2 separate regions of the Danio rerio genome follow, and region 2 is linked to region 1. A link is a contact called in public HiChIP or PLAC-seq data. All regions are on one chromosome and are shown on one strand. The core of a region is the stretch at or near the end of the contact, and the rest is flanking DNA. Distances in the headings are between cores, read along the strand shown.

Evidence for each region. HiChIP or PLAC-seq counts read pairs in DNA pulled down with a chosen protein or histone mark.
Region 2: an H3K4me3 HiChIP or PLAC-seq map of embryo shows a contact between it and region 1, with 4 times the contacts expected there. The contact joins the promoter of cldn33b here to the promoter of shroom2a in region 1. A contact is called at or near these places in 2 of 4 datasets of contacts at active chromatin or transcription factors (embryo and gastrula embryo).

What each region holds. Positions count from the first base shown.
Region 1 is chr6:32,883,401-32,888,932 of GRCz12tu, forward strand. shroom2a (shroom family member 2a) reads left to right here and starts at 4,124. Exons shown (of 11, transcript XM_073954242.1): 1 at 4,124-5,118. The coding sequence starts at 4,906. trnag-ucc (transfer RNA glycine (anticodon UCC)) reads left to right here and starts at 5,473; the gene lies at 5,473-5,532.
Region 2 is chr6:32,995,356-33,000,663 of GRCz12tu, forward strand. It overlaps cldn33b (claudin 33b), which reads right to left and starts at 3,599. Exons shown (of 1, transcript NM_001045383.1): 1 at 2,593-3,599. The coding sequence starts at 3,382. The coding sequence ends at 2,717.

The DNA.
Region 1 (5,532 bases), core at 2,874-5,373:
TAGAAACAAGAAATGTTACTCTGTGAGAACACTAGACTATAACACTTCATGATTTTCATTATACTGTACTCAGCCATCATTACCATGGCAACTATAGATCATGCACAAAATACACCAGTGAGCTAAAATCACTTTTCCTTCCAGTGAGCAATAATAATATTGCATCTCTTTTCCACTGCAAATAGAATACAACCCTAAATAACTCTTTAAATTATATCATATATTAGACTATAGGCTACATTGAAAGTTAATTTGCATTGCATAAAGCAATCAGGGAAATATACTTAAATATCTTTCCCAGAAGCATTTTACTGAAATAAAAAAGACTGCCCAATTTCAAGTGCAGCGTACACTGATTAATTTGGCATTTGTTTAATGTCTATGCAAAATAAGTCATAATAACACACACACACACACACACACACACACACACACACACACACACACACATATATATATATATATATATATATATATATATATATATATATATATATATATATATATATATATATATATATATATATATATATATATATATATATATATATGATTTTGCATGCCATAAACAGAATGCATTTGATTAAATTGATGCCAGAAGCCTTCATTGGAGCCTGCTCAATAGCCAAACTTGCACAAGAGAATGAGTACATAGAAACCTACTAGTTTTTTTATAATCAAATATAACATTCCAAAACCCTGTTTGATTTAATCCACAGGCCAAAAACGGATTTGTTAATATTTGAGAGTTTGAATGGTGTGCTGTACATTCACTTTTTTCCATATTACAGTAACAGCAGGCCATCAGCTGAGAAAATAAACATGGAAATCTGATGTGTGGAGTATGTACTGTACAGCAATTGTTAGGAGGTTATCTGACTTAAGAGGATTCTGCTTTATTTTACAGTTGCTTAGCAACAGCCTGATCTCAGAGAAGTGCAGCACAGAAGGAATGAATCTAAAAACTCTTTAAAAATGCTCATTCTCATTCTGTATTTTGTCCTTGACTTAAGTTCAGCTTCAGGTTTATATTTCATAGTCAGTGCTCACTGTTATTAATTTTAAATGGTAAAGAGTGCAGGGCGGTATGAACATTGGCCCTGTATCTGTGGGGGTTTTTATTAGCATGTAAAATGTTTAAAGTGAATTCCTCTATACTCCAATGTGCATTTCTCTTAAAGGTGTATCACATTTACTAAAAAAAATTATCCATTTACTGACTTACTCCCAGGGCCATTTATATCAATGTTGATATTTAGCTGCACCATGTTGGTGTTTCATAACATCTCATTTTTACGAGGTGCGTCGTTGGCCAACCTGGAGGACCAAGACATACAGTGCTCAGCATATATAATACATCCCTCACAAAACTATCTTTTGAATTAATATTTTTGACAGGAAGCCGTACAATATTTAATTTGTGCGTATGCATTAGATTGGTCAGTACTTAAGCCAAATCTGGAGCTAATCTAATAAAATAACTTACGTTAACAGTCCAAAAACTAGTACATCCAAAATTATATGTTACAGAAAAATATTAAATACAAATTGAAAAAAGAGGAAAAATCAAGAGAAGCAAAATGATAAAAATAAAAAAAATTAGCTGAAATTTTGCAGGTTGTAATTTATTTTTGCAATATTTTGCTTGAATTTAATTGTACTATCTTTCGATTTCTAAATATGTTTGGTGACTAAAATATCATTTGAATAAATATAAATCTGTTTTGTTCAAATGCACCAAAGTACATTGGCTATATTTACTAAGAAATGGATGAAAAATATTCATTTTCTAAATGGGGTGGACTCATTTAAGCTGAGCACTGTACACACACTACAGACAATTTAGCTTACCCAATTCATCAATAGCACATGTCTTTGGACTTGTGACGGAAAACGAAGCACCCGAAGGAAACCCACGTGAACACAGGGAGAATTGCAAACTCCACACAGAAATGCCAACTGACCCAGCTGGGGCTTGAACTAGCGACTTCCTTGCTGTGAGTGCAACCCACTGCACCACCATGCTGCCTAAAATGATCCATTACTGCTATTAATTATTCAAAATGACTTTCTTTAACTAAAAAGCTTCACATGAGCAATGACATTGTAAAAATGCACATCAAACACATAAAACAGGCAGATTTGGCACATTTTCATGTGAAAAGGGTGATGTAATCACATTATTTCTGTTGTTTCAAAATGAAAATGTTCCAAAACTACATGTCTAACATGTTCCAAAACAACATCATATATGTGATGTTAACATGTACTTGTCCTCGTGAAGCTTTGAGGCTAAATTGTTTCAATATTATGGTTGAAATAAAAAAGATCAGAATGTTGAAAAGTATGTCTGCTTGTGGTGTTTCCATGGCAGTACATCAAGGACAGCATGCAGCAGTCATGCTCACACCTCTCAGCTCTGCCAACGTCTCAACTCTTCATTTCACTCTAGACATTAGAGCAAATGTTTAATTGTGTTCTTCTTTCTGTACACTTAGATCAGCGCAATTACCCTTTTGACACTGATATGAAAGTTCATTAGTCTGAACAACATACGACTTAATTTTTGAGTGTGTGACTTGCCAAACTTCTGGTTGACGAAACACTATAAACATACAGTCTAAAAAATGCTGGATCAACGTTGAGTCCAATATGGACAAATGCAATGTTGAGTTATGACAATCCAGCATTTTTAGAGTGTATGGACACCATGCTGTGAGCATAATAAAGTCTGTAATAAAAGCATTGAACTAGTACATGAACTATAAGTTTTCCCTTCTTTTTACTTCTGCTTTCATTTATATATTGGTATATGCACATTTGACACTTATTACCTAAAGCAGTTTCAAAGCCCTGGTTGTATTCACATCGTCACTGATATACCAACATCATTCTAATTCTAATGCATTAACCATTAATTAGTCATTAGGTAATTTATGTGGCAATTTGGGTAATTTGCAGAGCGATTTCTTGCTTTATGCTAGCATGTGGCGAGCTGATGAGAAGAACTACTGGTTTAGAGGTCTGTAATGACCTGTTGCTGAATGTGTAAATGCTCTTTTGCTTTCGGCTGTCAGTGACAATGAAACTAGATTGTTTTGTTTATTTGCTTTTCTCCCAGTGCTCTAAAAAGAGTTTTTCAATACCCTCTATTGGTGATATGGTTTGCATCTAATTTGCATCCACCAACCTTTACAATCAGATGCAGGTATGCAATCGGTAACACTTTACAATAAGGTTCGTTAGTTAATGCATTTACTAACATGAACTAATCATGAACAACACATGTACAGCATTTATTAATCATAATTGAACATTTACTAATGCATTATTAACATCCAAGTCCATGCTTGTTAACATTAGTTAATGCACCATGAATTAACATGAACTAACAATGAGCTACTGTATTTTCATTAACTAACGTTAACTAACATGAACAAATACAGAAGTAGATGTATTGTTCATTGTTTGTTCATGTTAGTAAATGTATTAATTAACATTAACTAATGAACCTTATTGTAAAGTGTGACCATGAAATCAATACAAGAAAACACCAGCGACTTCATCATTAATCATGCAACTTACAAATGAGTGTGCAGATTTGTCTATTAGTAAAGATTTACTTCTCTGCACATACTACTCATAACGAATACCCTTTTATATGTCCACATGATTTTTCTAACATTGTAAACTTGCTTGCCCGCCATAGCGTTGCACAAGTGCTTGTATATCACTGAAGAGCTCAATGCTGGGTAAAAAAAAAGTGTAATGTCATGGTTGCTTATGAAGAATTTTTATTACATCTCCCTCTTTTTATTGCTACCAGAACATTTGCTGTGAACATACACATTTATTTGTGTATTTAGTCCTTGGTGATTCAATTGAAGACAACTGCATGTGGCACTTTTTAATAATAAAATAAAAATAAAGCAATAAAATACCTTTTCAGACCTGCATCGGTGTATGTGACACCCAAGTGTGGGGCAAAGGCACTAGCGTAAGTGATCCAAAATCAACATTGGCCAATGCGTTGCAAAGCATGAGATATTATCGTCACAGACACCAGCAGAGGCCGCTGCTGCGCTGCTCTCTTCTAATTTCTGGTGACGCGCACAGGTAGATCGGGTCTCTCCCCCTCCTGAGAGTAATCCGTACAAACCCAACAGATCACCCTATGATCCAGCATTTCAGCCTTTGTGCCTCCTCTCCGAGCTCATGCTGCGTTAGGGTGAAAACCACCAGGGGAATGTGTTTGTTTCGGTTCGGACAACAGTTAGACAACTTATAATGCGGTTTAGGGAAGAGATGTGAAGTGCGTTGTTCATCCACTTGTTGATTGAATAAGCTCGCGGTTAGCAGGCTAGCTCAACTGGCATACTTATTACCGCTGGACGACCACAACATTCAGTTTACATCACTGGGAAACCCGTTTGACTAATCTGTAATTCGGGTCTACGACTTTAATCCGGTCGGTTGTTTTATTGTCAGTCAGTCGGTGAGCGTTTTTATATCTCTTTAGGACGTAATTGATTTAATGGCGAGTGAAACTTGACCGAATTCGTTGGCTAATGCTAACATGATGAAAGGGGGTTAAAAACAATAAACAAATTAATGTTTTCGCGCTTTGTTTTAAGAAGCAGAACAAAAGTTTTTAAATTTGGTTGTTTGTTCTGTAGAAATACTCTCCAGTTTTCTTAAATAGTTAAGGTAAATGATGGACAGCGCTTCGTCCAGAGGAGGAAACAAGGCAACAAAGTATCCTAGAGACAGACATTCGTGTGATGTTTTGTGGATTAACATTAACAGTGGCTGGACTATGTAGGATTTTTTTATTGGTTCACCTCGGATTTATTTTGTGAAATAAAAAAGCCAGATTTTGTTGTTTAAGAGACGGTCTTGTATGAAATGGACACGATCAACCAATACCCGGTGAACCCCAGTTTTCCAGAAGACGATCACAGGAGCTTTTGCAGTTCAATCAGATCTGCGAGTTTTAATGAACATCACGTTAATGATGAGGGATGGAAAGTAGTGGAAGTGACCCTGTCCGGGGGAGCACCGTGGGGTTTTACCCTCAGAGGAGGACTGGAGCACGGAGAACCTCTTCTTATAACCAAGGTAAGCTTTTCGTCGACTATTTTGGACAGTTTGACCTTCAGGACTGTTTCTTTAACCTTGACATTACTGTTAAAGAGAGACCTCAAACTTTTTTCTTAGGTAACGTAGTAACTTAAACAAAGAGCTCAGCTAAGCTAACGTTACATGTCATGATGCTCAAAAATGCAAAGCCATAAAAATTTTGAATTTTATTTAGTATAAATTTAGGTTGAGATAAAATTGTTTAATAAAAAGCAGGTCGTTGATTTTAAAAGTGCATTTTTCATATTTAACGCTTTGCATAATTGTTTCCACATTTATCCCTACCTCTGCCCTTGCTTGAAGTGCACTAGATAGTGCTCCTGGTTCTGTCAAGCGTTGGTGGTATAGTGGTTAGCATAGCTGCCTTCCAAGCAGTTGACCCGGGTTCGATTC
Region 2 (5,308 bases), core at 2,349-4,848, 110 kb after region 1:
AAATGGTCTATAGGAAAAGATAACAAGAGAAACTGTTGCTTATATTGGCTTATATTAGTAATAATCTTGTGGACATACATTACAGTCTAAAATAAAAATGAAAAATATATAAATTAAATTTTATATATGAAAAATAAATCAAAAATAACATAAAATAAGCCCTTTTATTGCGTATGTGGGTGAAAAATGGTTGTATCTCTATTTAATCAGCGATTGTGATTTATTTATCGTGAAAATCGAAGATAGTTCCGCAAACATATTTATATTTTAGTTTGTTTACTGTTCACAATGACAAAAATATTAAAAGGAAAATTATAAAATGACATAATACACAAACACGTAAACAAATGTTATGTTTGTGAATGGTGTTTATCCTGCAGTGTTAGATGTTTACAGTTTGGTTTAGAGTGTTGGTTTATCAGCTTCTTTCACTCGCGATTGTTTGCAGTTAGCTGCATTAGGACATTGTTCCTAATGAGTCGAAGACACACCATTTCCCCTTTTAGAGAGCCTAGGGTACGTCCCCTCCCAAACAGACTCTGAAAATGAGCGTTAAAAGCTAAACATCTAAGTCTAAACAAGCCGCCCCATTTTCATTTTCCTTATCAATATCTATCACAGGAAGTCTAGGGCACAATCTTTGTGGCGCCTTCATGTCTGAGAACAGTTTGTCCATATGCCATAATTTATGTGTAAATAAGTTGAGACACATGTTTGATCAAAATGACAAACTCTTCCTGTGTGTTTGCTCGGCTTGATCTACCTTAATTCATGTTTTCATAAAGTCATAGACACCTTAGCGTGAATATGAAGCATCACTAGTTGGAGACGTCTCTATCTGTTTCCGGGATGGGACGGTACCTGTTGATCCCCTCCGAATATGTTGTCAAATCAGAGTAATGATGGAGAGGAGGAGGCAAGGACTGTTTGGCATTCCTCAGAGGACATGCTGCTCATTAAAGCCTTCATTAAACTCAGCTTAGTCTCCATTCTGATAGAGAGACCATCAAAGGCAATTACACTCAAGCAGGCATTTGCTCACCTGACTGAACACCAAACCTCATTTTGTTCCATTTGCGCTCTTGCTTAAAACGTGTTTGATAATATTATACATATTTATAATTAAATGTAGTATTTTATATTTATTAAATGTTTAACTTTATATTTTCGTTAATTATTCAATTGCTACTGTAAAATGACCAGTTATAGTTTGGTAGTAGCAAGTAACATTTACTTCACATGTAGCTTTAGCTGTGTTATTAAGAAAGTAATTTAAAAATGTGTTAATATCGAATTTAATACCTTATGAAATGTGCAACTACAACTAAACAAATAATATCAATAAACTTTATCTGAAAATACTACCATAATTTTAATAATTCATCATATGTGTACAACCGCCTTATAAACCACATAATAAAATTTGTATACATTATCAGTTTAGTCACACTCTAAGAAATAAATCTGTAAATTAACTGATGAAAGTACTGATTACCTGATTGCGGCACCATAATTTGAATGAATGATATTCAGTTGAAGTCAGAATTATATGCCCCCTGAATTATTAGCGCTTCTGTTTACCCCCCCACACCCCCCCCCCCCCCAAAAAAACCAAAAAAAAATCTGTTTAACGGAGAGAAGACACATTTCTAAACATAATAGTTTTAATAACTCATCTCTAATAATTGATTTATTTTATCTTTGCCATGATGACAGTCAATAATACTTTATTAGAGATTTTTCAAGACACTTCTATACAGCTTAAAGTGACATTTAAAGGCTTAACTAGGTTAATTAGATTAACTAGGCAAGTAACTAGGCAAGTTACTATATAACGATGTTTATTTCTGTAGACTATCGGAAAAAATGAAGCTTAAAGGGGCTAATAATTTTAAGCTTAAAATAGTTTTTAAAAATTTAAAAACTACTTTTATTCTAAATGAAATAAAACAAATAAGACTTTCTCCGGAAGAAAAATATTATCAGACATACTGTGAAAATTTCCTTGCTCTGTTAGACAGCATTTGGAAAATATAAAAAATAAATAAATAAAATATAAAGGGGGCTAATAATCCTGACTTCAACTATATATTTAATTACTAAAATCAAAAGTGCAGAGATCAAAGTCATGTAAAGGAATCTGAAACCCTAAATAAATGTGCAAATACTCATGAGTCAAGAAGTACTGAAACCTTTTGTTAAAAAATAAGTAGTCAGGCAACTGTGGATTTTAACAATGCAAAAGCCTTAGTGAAGTATACAGTACCCAGTATTAATAGCAGCAGGTTTCCATGTGCCGTTCGGTTGCTCCAAACAATGTGTTGTGTTTGGAGGTGACGTTGAGTGTGGCGTGCAAATGCATAAGGAAAATCAGAAACAAAAGCTTTATGTTTTTTTGTGCTTGTTGCATTGTATGTATGTTAAGCTGATGGAATCTCTATTAACGTGAAAGAATAGAGTGAGAACATGCTAAAAAAATAATTGAAGACAATATTCACAAAATAGTAATAACAAAGATATTGTTGTCACTTTTTCCAGACGCTACATGCATACTGAAGGCATTGAAAACACAAAATTCAGGCTGCTCAAATATTGAAGGATAAATGCATCATAAGAAAGTCCTTTATTATGATTGAATGTTAAAAGTTCTTAAAAGAATTTTAAAATTTCTTTAAAAAGAAATATCAACAGGGATTTTAAGACAGTGAGAATCGTCTCAAACGTACTCGGTGCGTTTTCCTGATCTATCCAAAGTTCTGGTATCCTGCCTTCGATGGTGATACACCAAGTGCGGCTCACTGTTTCCTGAGTCAGTGCAAGAGGCAAACAACAGCACGGATGCCACAATGTAAAGAAGTCCTGCAGACCAGCCAATGAACAGCGCATCCCCAAACTCAGAGCGCGGCACCACATGAGGCACACTCTCATCGAAGTATCTCATCACTGTATCGTGAGCAACATAAGATATTGGAGTGAGAACCAACAAACCGGCGATGCACAAAAACACGGCAGCTGAGATCTTCAGCCCTCTCTTGGTCTTGCGTCCCTCCTCGCCCTTACAGCACTTGATCTGACTCATGGAAGGGATGGCGAGGAGAATCCCGAGGAGCCCAGTGGCATTCGACATGCACATCAGAATTCGTGCCAGCATCACAGTGGGGTCAAGACCTAGGATGGTGTCATAGGGACGACACTCCATGCCAGCCACTTCCTGGATCACACAGACCTCCCAAAGCCCTTGTTCAAAGCTCTCTGTGGCGAACAGTTCAGTTGAACGTGACAGCCACTGAGGCATGATGGTGGCGGCCAGTGAACAGAACCAGCCTCCTGCCCCGATCAGCATCCCAAAGAGTTCCAGAGCCACCGTGCAAGGGTTTGTCATGGTCTCCTCTGGCTACCGTGTCCCCTTGGGGTCCGACGGCCTTCAGGTTTGTCTGGTGCTTCAAGAGCCTCCTCTCGATAAGAGAAATGAGTGAGGGATAGAGGAGGAAAGCGTGGAAAGACCAAAAGCAGCACCTCGGGTGTGATCTTGCAGAGTTCTTCTGACAAGGCAAGTCCTTCACAGTCCGTCAGACTTCAGTAAGAGGCACTCATCAGCTGAACATGAGAGGTAGAGGAGGTGTACACATGGGCACTTCGACTTTAGGCCCTGCCCTCTTGGATCCTTTTTAGAGAGAGGGAGAGAGAGAGAGGGTGAGAGAGAGAGAGAGAGAGGTAAAGATTCTTATTCAGACCCCGGTCTGGCAGCAAGAGACCAAAGGCCACACGGGATGCCATTAAACTGTAGACAGGATGCCATTAAAATCCTGATTGTTGTCATTTTCAGGGGACAAACTATTTTGATTTTACTACCTCATTACAGTTTGTTTGTATCTTTTTATTTGATTTCCCTGCTATCGGCAACAGCACTTGGGCAAAAGAGAAAAGGGGTTGCCATGGGTAAAAGTAAAAGGTTTATAAAGGGAGGAACGCTTTTACTGTTTATGAAGGATTTTTTGAGGAACGAATGGGTCAGAGATAAGCTTTGCTAAGAAGAGCATGCCAAAACTGCAATGAGTACCTAAGCAGAGATCTTTGATGTTTGCTGACAATAAGTCCAGGATGTTTTTATTTGATTTTTTTAAGTAAAATATTTTATGTTTATATTTTATAGCATTATTATCATTATCACTACTACTTTTATTATTATTATTATTATTATTATTATTATTATTATTATTATTGGTGCTACTAATTGTTCTTTTTATTATTATTATTATTATTATTATTATTATTATTATTGGTGTTACTAATAGTTCTTCTTCATGTTATTATTATTATAAATATTATTATTATTATTATTATTATTATTCGTAGTAGTAGTAGTAGTAGTAGTGGTAGTGCTACTACTACTACTACTACTACTACAACTACTACTACTACTACTTTTTATTACTTATATTATTATTATTATTATTAGTAGTAGTAGTAGTAGTAGTAGTAGTAGTAGTAGTAGTACTACTATTATTATTGTTATTATTGTTACTACTACTACTACTTTTTATTATTGTTATTATTATTATTATGATACTACTAATACTACAACTTTATATTATTATTAATATTATTACTATAATAATAATAATAATAATAAGTAGTAGTAGTAGTAGTAGACAATAGTATACAAAACTATTGTATTTAAAATAATAATAATAAAGTAGTATTATTACTATTGTAATTATTATCATTATTATTACTGCTAATACTTCTACTTTATATTATTATTATTATTATTATTATTATTATTATTATTATTATTATTATTATTATTATTATTATTATCAAAGAAATCAGTTTAAGCTGTTTTGCAGTGGGATCTGAAAGACTTTTTTCCATTAAACCTAATAATTAATTTAATTTCTTCAGCATTAAAATGTTTGCATGATTTGTGAATGATCCTCTTTTGAATCACTTTGATCATCTGTACATATCTTGTCTTAGAAGTGCTCTTTTAAAACATTTTATTTCAGGTATGCAAGTGACATGGCATCTAAAATAACATCCATTGAATTCAATGAATGTATCTATTCAAAATAAATTGAAACTCAAACCCTTACAGAAAAAAAATTGTTAAGATGTTTTTGCTGATTTCAGTATTTACAGATTTTCAGTATTTTCTGTTACCTTTAAAACATTTCTCTGGCTTTTCTGTGTGCAAATAAAACATAAAGAAAATATAAGTTTGTATTCCAAAGCCCTTCTTATGTCACATGCAGCATCTTATATTTTGATATATAATAATAATATAAAGTAGTACAATCAGTACTAC